2 separate regions of the Mus musculus genome follow, and region 2 is linked to region 1. Evidence: chromatin contacts called from public Hi-C data. All regions are on one chromosome and are shown on one strand. Each heading gives the region's core, a stretch centred on a gene start, on an enhancer-like site or on the middle of the called end of the contact. The rest is flanking DNA. Distances are from core to core; before and after follow the strand shown. Region 1 has its middle 10 kb from the start of Gm25487. Region 2 overlaps Jade1 (jade family PHD finger 1).

Evidence for each region. A called contact is a pair of places that touch in the nucleus more often than the background predicts.
Region 2: a Hi-C map of the N1E-115 cell line shows a contact between it and region 1, with 5 times the contacts expected there. The contact joins two enhancer-like sites. A contact is called at or near these places in 3 of 39 promoter capture datasets (embryonic stem cells and liver), 2 of 484 Hi-C or Micro-C datasets (the AtT-20 cell line and the N1E-115 cell line), 3 of 115 datasets of contacts at active chromatin or transcription factors (double positive thymocytes, embryonic stem cells and extraembryonic endoderm stem cells) and 3 of 9 other capture datasets (adipose tissue, liver and pancreatic islet).

What each region holds. Positions count from the first base shown.
Region 1 is chr3:41,450,107-41,452,966 of GRCm38.p6, forward strand. No RefSeq gene overlaps it. Among named protein-coding and RNA genes, the nearest start is that of Gm25487, 10 kb to the left of the region's middle. Within about 2 kb of position 1,550, at least 28 of the 459 cell types and tissues checked have an H3K27ac peak or open chromatin away from gene starts, as enhancers often do. A contact at or near this core is called in the AtT-20 cell line, the N1E-115 cell line and pancreatic islet, where this site is marked.
Region 2 is chr3:41,604,621-41,607,495 of GRCm38.p6, forward strand. Jade1 (jade family PHD finger 1) reads left to right here. Exons shown (of 11, transcript NM_001130184.1): 9 at 1-371. Among named protein-coding and RNA genes, the nearest start is that of Jade1, 50 kb to the left of the region's middle. Within about 2 kb of position 1,556, at least 78 of the 459 cell types and tissues checked have an H3K27ac peak or open chromatin away from gene starts, as enhancers often do. A contact at or near this core is called in the AtT-20 cell line, the N1E-115 cell line and pancreatic islet, where this site is marked.

The DNA of each region.
Region 1 (2,860 bases), core at 300-2,799:
CACACACAGTGAAAGGCACACATGTTTCTCAGTTGCAGAGGGCTGACTGGCAACAGGGCACACACAGTGAAAGGCACACATGTTTCTCAGTTGCAGAGGGCTGACTGGCTTCTGTGAAGCAACCTCAGTTCCAGGTTAGCGAGGAGACAAAGAACTGGATATCCCAGTTCCCAAAGGACTGTTTGCTTTCTAGTAGGTATAAAATGTTTTCCTAATTGATTTGATCTTGCCAGTGGATGAACAGACAAATAAAAAGATGGGCACACTGGATTAGCTCTCATCTCTCTCCAGGCAGAGAACAGAGACAGATCCCATTGTTCACCTTACAGAGAGCGCCCCATTATTCTATCATAAAACTAAGGTTCCTGTAACCCAGGCATTGGGCACAACAGGAGGACATGAGAACACAATTCCCACTTGGCCAGTGATTCAAATCCAGACCTGCACAGCAGTCCTGAACTCATGTGTAACCACTCATTTTATGATCTTTAGATTGATACAGCTGATTTGAAAGAAAAATGTGGACTCGCTAGGGCCTGGACCCAGCAGTCAAAAGAGACTCTTGGTGTCTCCACCCTAACCTGTAGCACTTGCCACTTTCTGCAATGTAAATTCTACCATGATGGTCACTTTCCATCTGTCAACACATTGTCATGGGCACAGTACCAATAGCGCCAGGATCAGATTTCACCTGAAGATGTCAGCAGACCTCCCAGAGTGGCCCCAGAGCTCAGCACTTTCACAGCACTTTCATCATCTTACTTCTCCTGCTTTTCCTTACAGTGAGCCAGAAGTCTTGTTTCCCTACAGCTTCTAACAGCAGGACTTAGCCTCACTCTGTGTAAGTTGACAAGATAAGGCTACACACTGAGCCAATGAATGTTCAAAGCCAAGTGCAGCTAGCTATCTTGAAACTAGGAAGCTTGTGTCCCCACTTTATAGATAAAGAAGCTGACACTTCCCCTTTAATCCCAGCCCTCAGGAGGCAGAGGCGGGTGGATCTCTGAGTTCAAATTCAGCCTGGTCTACAGATTGAGTTCCAGACAGCCAGGGTTATACAGTGAAACTCTGTCTCAAAATAGAACCAAAAGAAAAAGAAAGGAAAAAAGAAAACAAAACTCTGAGTGTCAAAGATTCTAATGATTTCCCTGTTTCTTCAATGTTACACTTTGTCACATTGGAGGAAACCAAAGATAAAATTTTCACAACACATGCCCTCTGAGTCTTTGTTCTTTAATTGTATTGCTAACTCATCTAACATTAAAAAAATTGATTTTATCATATACACATGTATGTGTGAAGGCACATACAAGCCAAATGACAGGTGTTCTCTGTCACTATCTGACTTATTCCCTAGAAACAGGACCTCTCACTTAACCTGGAGCTAGGCTGACATTCAGCAAGGTCCAATGATTTCTGGTTTACCCATTCTTTAGCCTCCCCAGCACTGAAGGCCCATATTTTTAATGTGGGTGTTGGGGATTTGAACTCAGGTCCTCTTGCTTGCAAAGCAAGCACTCTCACACACTGAGCCATCTCCCCACCCCAGACTCGTTTTTTAACTCCTCTTGTCTTAGTTGCTCTCATCTTGTATGTCTGTTTAGATGGCATCTTTATAGAAACCAGGCACCCTGGAGCTAGTCGGACCGCAGATACTGAGTGTCGGAGTCCACACTCCAAACAATCAATACATTAATTATTTTAGCCATTTGGACAACTAACTGCTTCACTTTTCAAAAGTTAAAAGGATAATTTCAGAGAAATGCAGAAAGAGGCAGAGGTTTAATAAATTGGGCAAGGAGCACAGCTCATTGGAGGGTACCTGGCTAGCACGTGAAGAACGGGGTTCTATCCTAGCTCCACATACAAGAAGTTTAACTCATGAATGAAGACATTGGCTTTAAAACATTTGAGGAACTAGGATTTATATGGACTGAAAAATAAAAACACAATTTTTGCAGACCATTAAAGCTACCTTTTTTTTTTCCTTTTTTTTTTTTTTAAAGCTTCCTTTCCACCAAAAAGAAACCTGAAAGTTAGCACAGGTCTTTCTGTTCCTGAGCCCTAACTAAGCCCAAAGTCAAACAGGACACACCCTCCTATAAACTAAATGTTCCCATGGAAACCTTACACAATACAGTACAACCTTGAAAGGACTTACAGTTCCTAGTTCCTCTAATACTTTAAAACCAATGTCTTCGTTCATGAGTTAAACTTCTTGTATGTGGTACTAGAAATCCAACCTCTGATTTATCTTCAAATATCTCCACAGCCCTTGCTACCTTTTATATTATGAGCCATTGTCTCTCCAGCCTTCAGGACCACTAAAGTAAAGCAAGATAGACTCTACATTTAACTCTATGGCCTTTCTTTCTCTCTCTGTCCCTCCCCCCTCCTCCCTCCTGCTCTTTCCTTTCACCTCTGCCCTTCCCCCCACACCCACCCAAACACCCCATGCCTCAGGTCCCCTGTATCCCAAGCTGGCCGGCCTCCTGGCCCCAAACACACTATGTACCTGAAAACAACCTTTATCTTCTGCTCCCTAACTCCACCTCGGGGTCACCATCACCACCTCCATTTTTTTTTTTTTTTTTTTTGCAGGGCTGAAGATCCAGCCTGGAGCTGTGTGCTTGATACACAAGCCCTCTACCCTTGAGCCACATTCCCAAGCCTTGGAGTTCTTCCTGTAAGTCCAGTTTATTTTTCTTTCCAGCACAAGATGGATTTCTCTATACCCATAATCAGTAACGCTCGATTGAGAAACCTCCTGTGTAGCAAGGTGGCCGGCAAGTAACAATTACTCACTGGAGTTCTGGGTTAAGAGACAGGCAAACCAGACAGCTGGCTGAACAATAAAGGG
Region 2 (2,875 bases), core at 306-2,805, 150 kb after region 1:
TGGGTGAAGGAGCAGCCCAGGAGAATGGGGCCCCTGAGAGTTCTCCCCAGAGCCCTCTGGAGCCCTATGGTAGTCTGGAGCCGAATCGAGAGGAGGCCCACCGGGTGAGTGTTCGCAAGCAGAAGCTACAGCAGCTGGAGGATGAGTTCTACACCTTTGTCAACCTGCTGGATGTGGCCAGGGCGCTGCGGCTGCCTGAGGAAGTGGTGGATTTCCTGTACCAGTACTGGAAGTTGAAGAGGAAGATCAACTTCAACAAGCCCCTCATCACCCCAAAGAAAGACGAAGAGGACAATCTAGCCAAGCGGGAGCAGGATGTCTTGTTTAGGAGGCTGCAGCTGTTCACGCACCTGCGGCAGGACCTGGAGAGGGTAATGATTGACACCGACACCTTATAATGACTTAGAGAAGAAGATGTAAAGAGGCGGGCACTTGCCTAGAGATGATAGCCAGTCATTACTCTCAGATCCTTGTACACACTACAGCATGAGGTCATGTTGGTTAAACATATTTATGGGCTGGTAAACTCACTGCATTGTGCAAGACTGCCAGTGTGGGAGTTGCTTTGTGATTATTTCTCCTGTTAATCTTTACTGTTCTCCAAGATCAGATGGGGTGTATCTTCATCCCCTATTCCCTTGTCCTTATAGAGCTGGAGGGAATGGAGCACCAGGAACATGACCAAGGGCTTAACTCAGCAGTTTAGAGCCTGGTTTTGAGAACTGGGATGTATCTGAGTTATGGGGGATGGGGCAGCGGCAGGAATATTCCTTGTTTAACCTGGGGAGACATTTCCTAGGTGCTGATGAAGGGCTCGTTAGAGAGAGCCAAGCACTGCCTCCCATTGGCTCATCTTTGCTTCTAGGCTAATCCACAGGGGCATTCCCAGCTCTGTTGTGGAGAAGAACAGGCTGCAGGTGCTCATGTGTGTGCATGGACTTATATACACCTATTACAGAAGACAGTCTTGGCAGTGAGGTGCTAAGTCATCACAGAGGTTGTGCACATACAGAGTACGATTGTGTGTGGCGCGCATCCCTCTCTGGGTGATGTCTGCGTGTGGTGTGATTCCTGGTGCACAGGGCATTGGGTATGTCTGTGGAGCCCTTAGCAATCTCAGTACACTGCATACATAGACACACACGTGTTTATCACACTCCTGGGTTGCTGATTAAGTGGCTGTTGGCTGCCTGGAGCCTCAGCTGCTGGCACTCCCCTCAGCTGTTTGCTGCTTGGTGCCTCCCCCACTCTCCATTACCTCTGGAGTCCCCGGCTGGACCTTTTTTCCTGCTGCAGGAATAATTAGGAGTGGACTGTCCTCCCCAGGGTCTCCCACTCCCGTAGGTGGTTTTTGACCAAGGCTTGCTAATTGGGGATGCGTCTTGAGCACCTTCCATACCTACTCCCCTGACTGCTAGATACCTATTAAATTCATTAGTGTGGCAGAGATGGTATGCAAGTTGTCTGGCCTGAAGCAGCCTGTGCCGAAAGGCACCCAAGTGGCCTGAAACAGCTAATGCGTATCTCCCTCCAGCTCCTCACTTATTAGAGAGGAGTGATTCATCACCTGCTTGGCAACAGGATCTGACTCATAGGTGATTTGAGATGAGAGCGTAGGCAGGAGAGTGCAAATGTACTTGGCCAAAAGGATCAGTTCTCACAGAGGCTTGCACCACCGTGTTGGAGATGGTCATGCACGTATTTCTAAGTGCTCATTAGAGGCCCTTTTAGTTCATCATCTAATGCTGACTTCTTGAGATGTCCTTTTCTAGACCTTGTTAGGATTCCGGGTAAGGTGGTGGGTGCTAGTTAGGCTAAGGGGAGGTGGGAGCAGGTTGGTTAGGCTCCCACACAACCCCTGGTGGTCAGTTCGAAGAACCACATGCACTTGTGGTGTGTTCTTGAGAAAGGGATTCAGGGTTAATGGGTATTTTGTTGAGAAGCTACATCCTAACCCAACAACTGCTGTAATTGGGGTGCATGGAGTCAGATAGCCGTTGGGAGGGGAGGCGAGAAGTCTCATGTTTTGACTGTGTTTGTTTAACAATCACCACAGAATAAAAGTGTAGAAAATGCTTGGGTGTATTAACTCTTTTTCTGTATTTAAGTTACTGAGACTAACATATACTTCTAATTAAATTCTCAACTTTTTTTGGAGTCGTCATTTTGCGTTTAAGTAGAATAATGCCTGTGGTGCATAAGGGAATAAATCAGGATTTGTGTGCACCAGTGCCTGTGTATGTGTGTGTGTGTGTGGCATTACTCAACATTCAGTATTAAAGAGTCTACGGTTTTAATGCAGTCAGTGTCAGTTTAAAAGGGGCGTATTTATAATGACATGTTATGTTTTCCCCCTGCCATGAGGACTGTCTGAAAGCTGAAGTCTATGGCAGGCCCTGGAGAGTTGTACAGTGCTCTGCAATTATAAAAAAGTGTATCAGACCAAGGCCTTATCAGGGCAGCCATGACAAAAGAAAAAGTCCAAAGGTACAATTAACTTGTCTTCTCAGTAAGTTAGTGGTCTGTCTATTTTTATGAACTATCAGCACATGGTAGGCACTTGAGCCAGTCGATGTAGGCGACTGGACCGGAGGCATGTGGTCATTCCTGAACAAGTGAGTGGCACTCAGCACATGCACGTGACTCAGTGATTACGTTAATTGTTCTTTCTGGCAAATTAACACCTCGGGGGCCTTGCACACCTGGGTACCAGTTCTGGACCAGAAAGCTACGTGACAGGAATAGGTATCAGGAGGCTCTAAATGAGATGGTTGGTAATGTGGCGAGTGTAACTTCCAGCTTCCGGAGGCAGTCATCTTACTCTGGGATTCCTGACTACCTCCCTGAACTACTAGCTTGGATAAAGACATCCTGC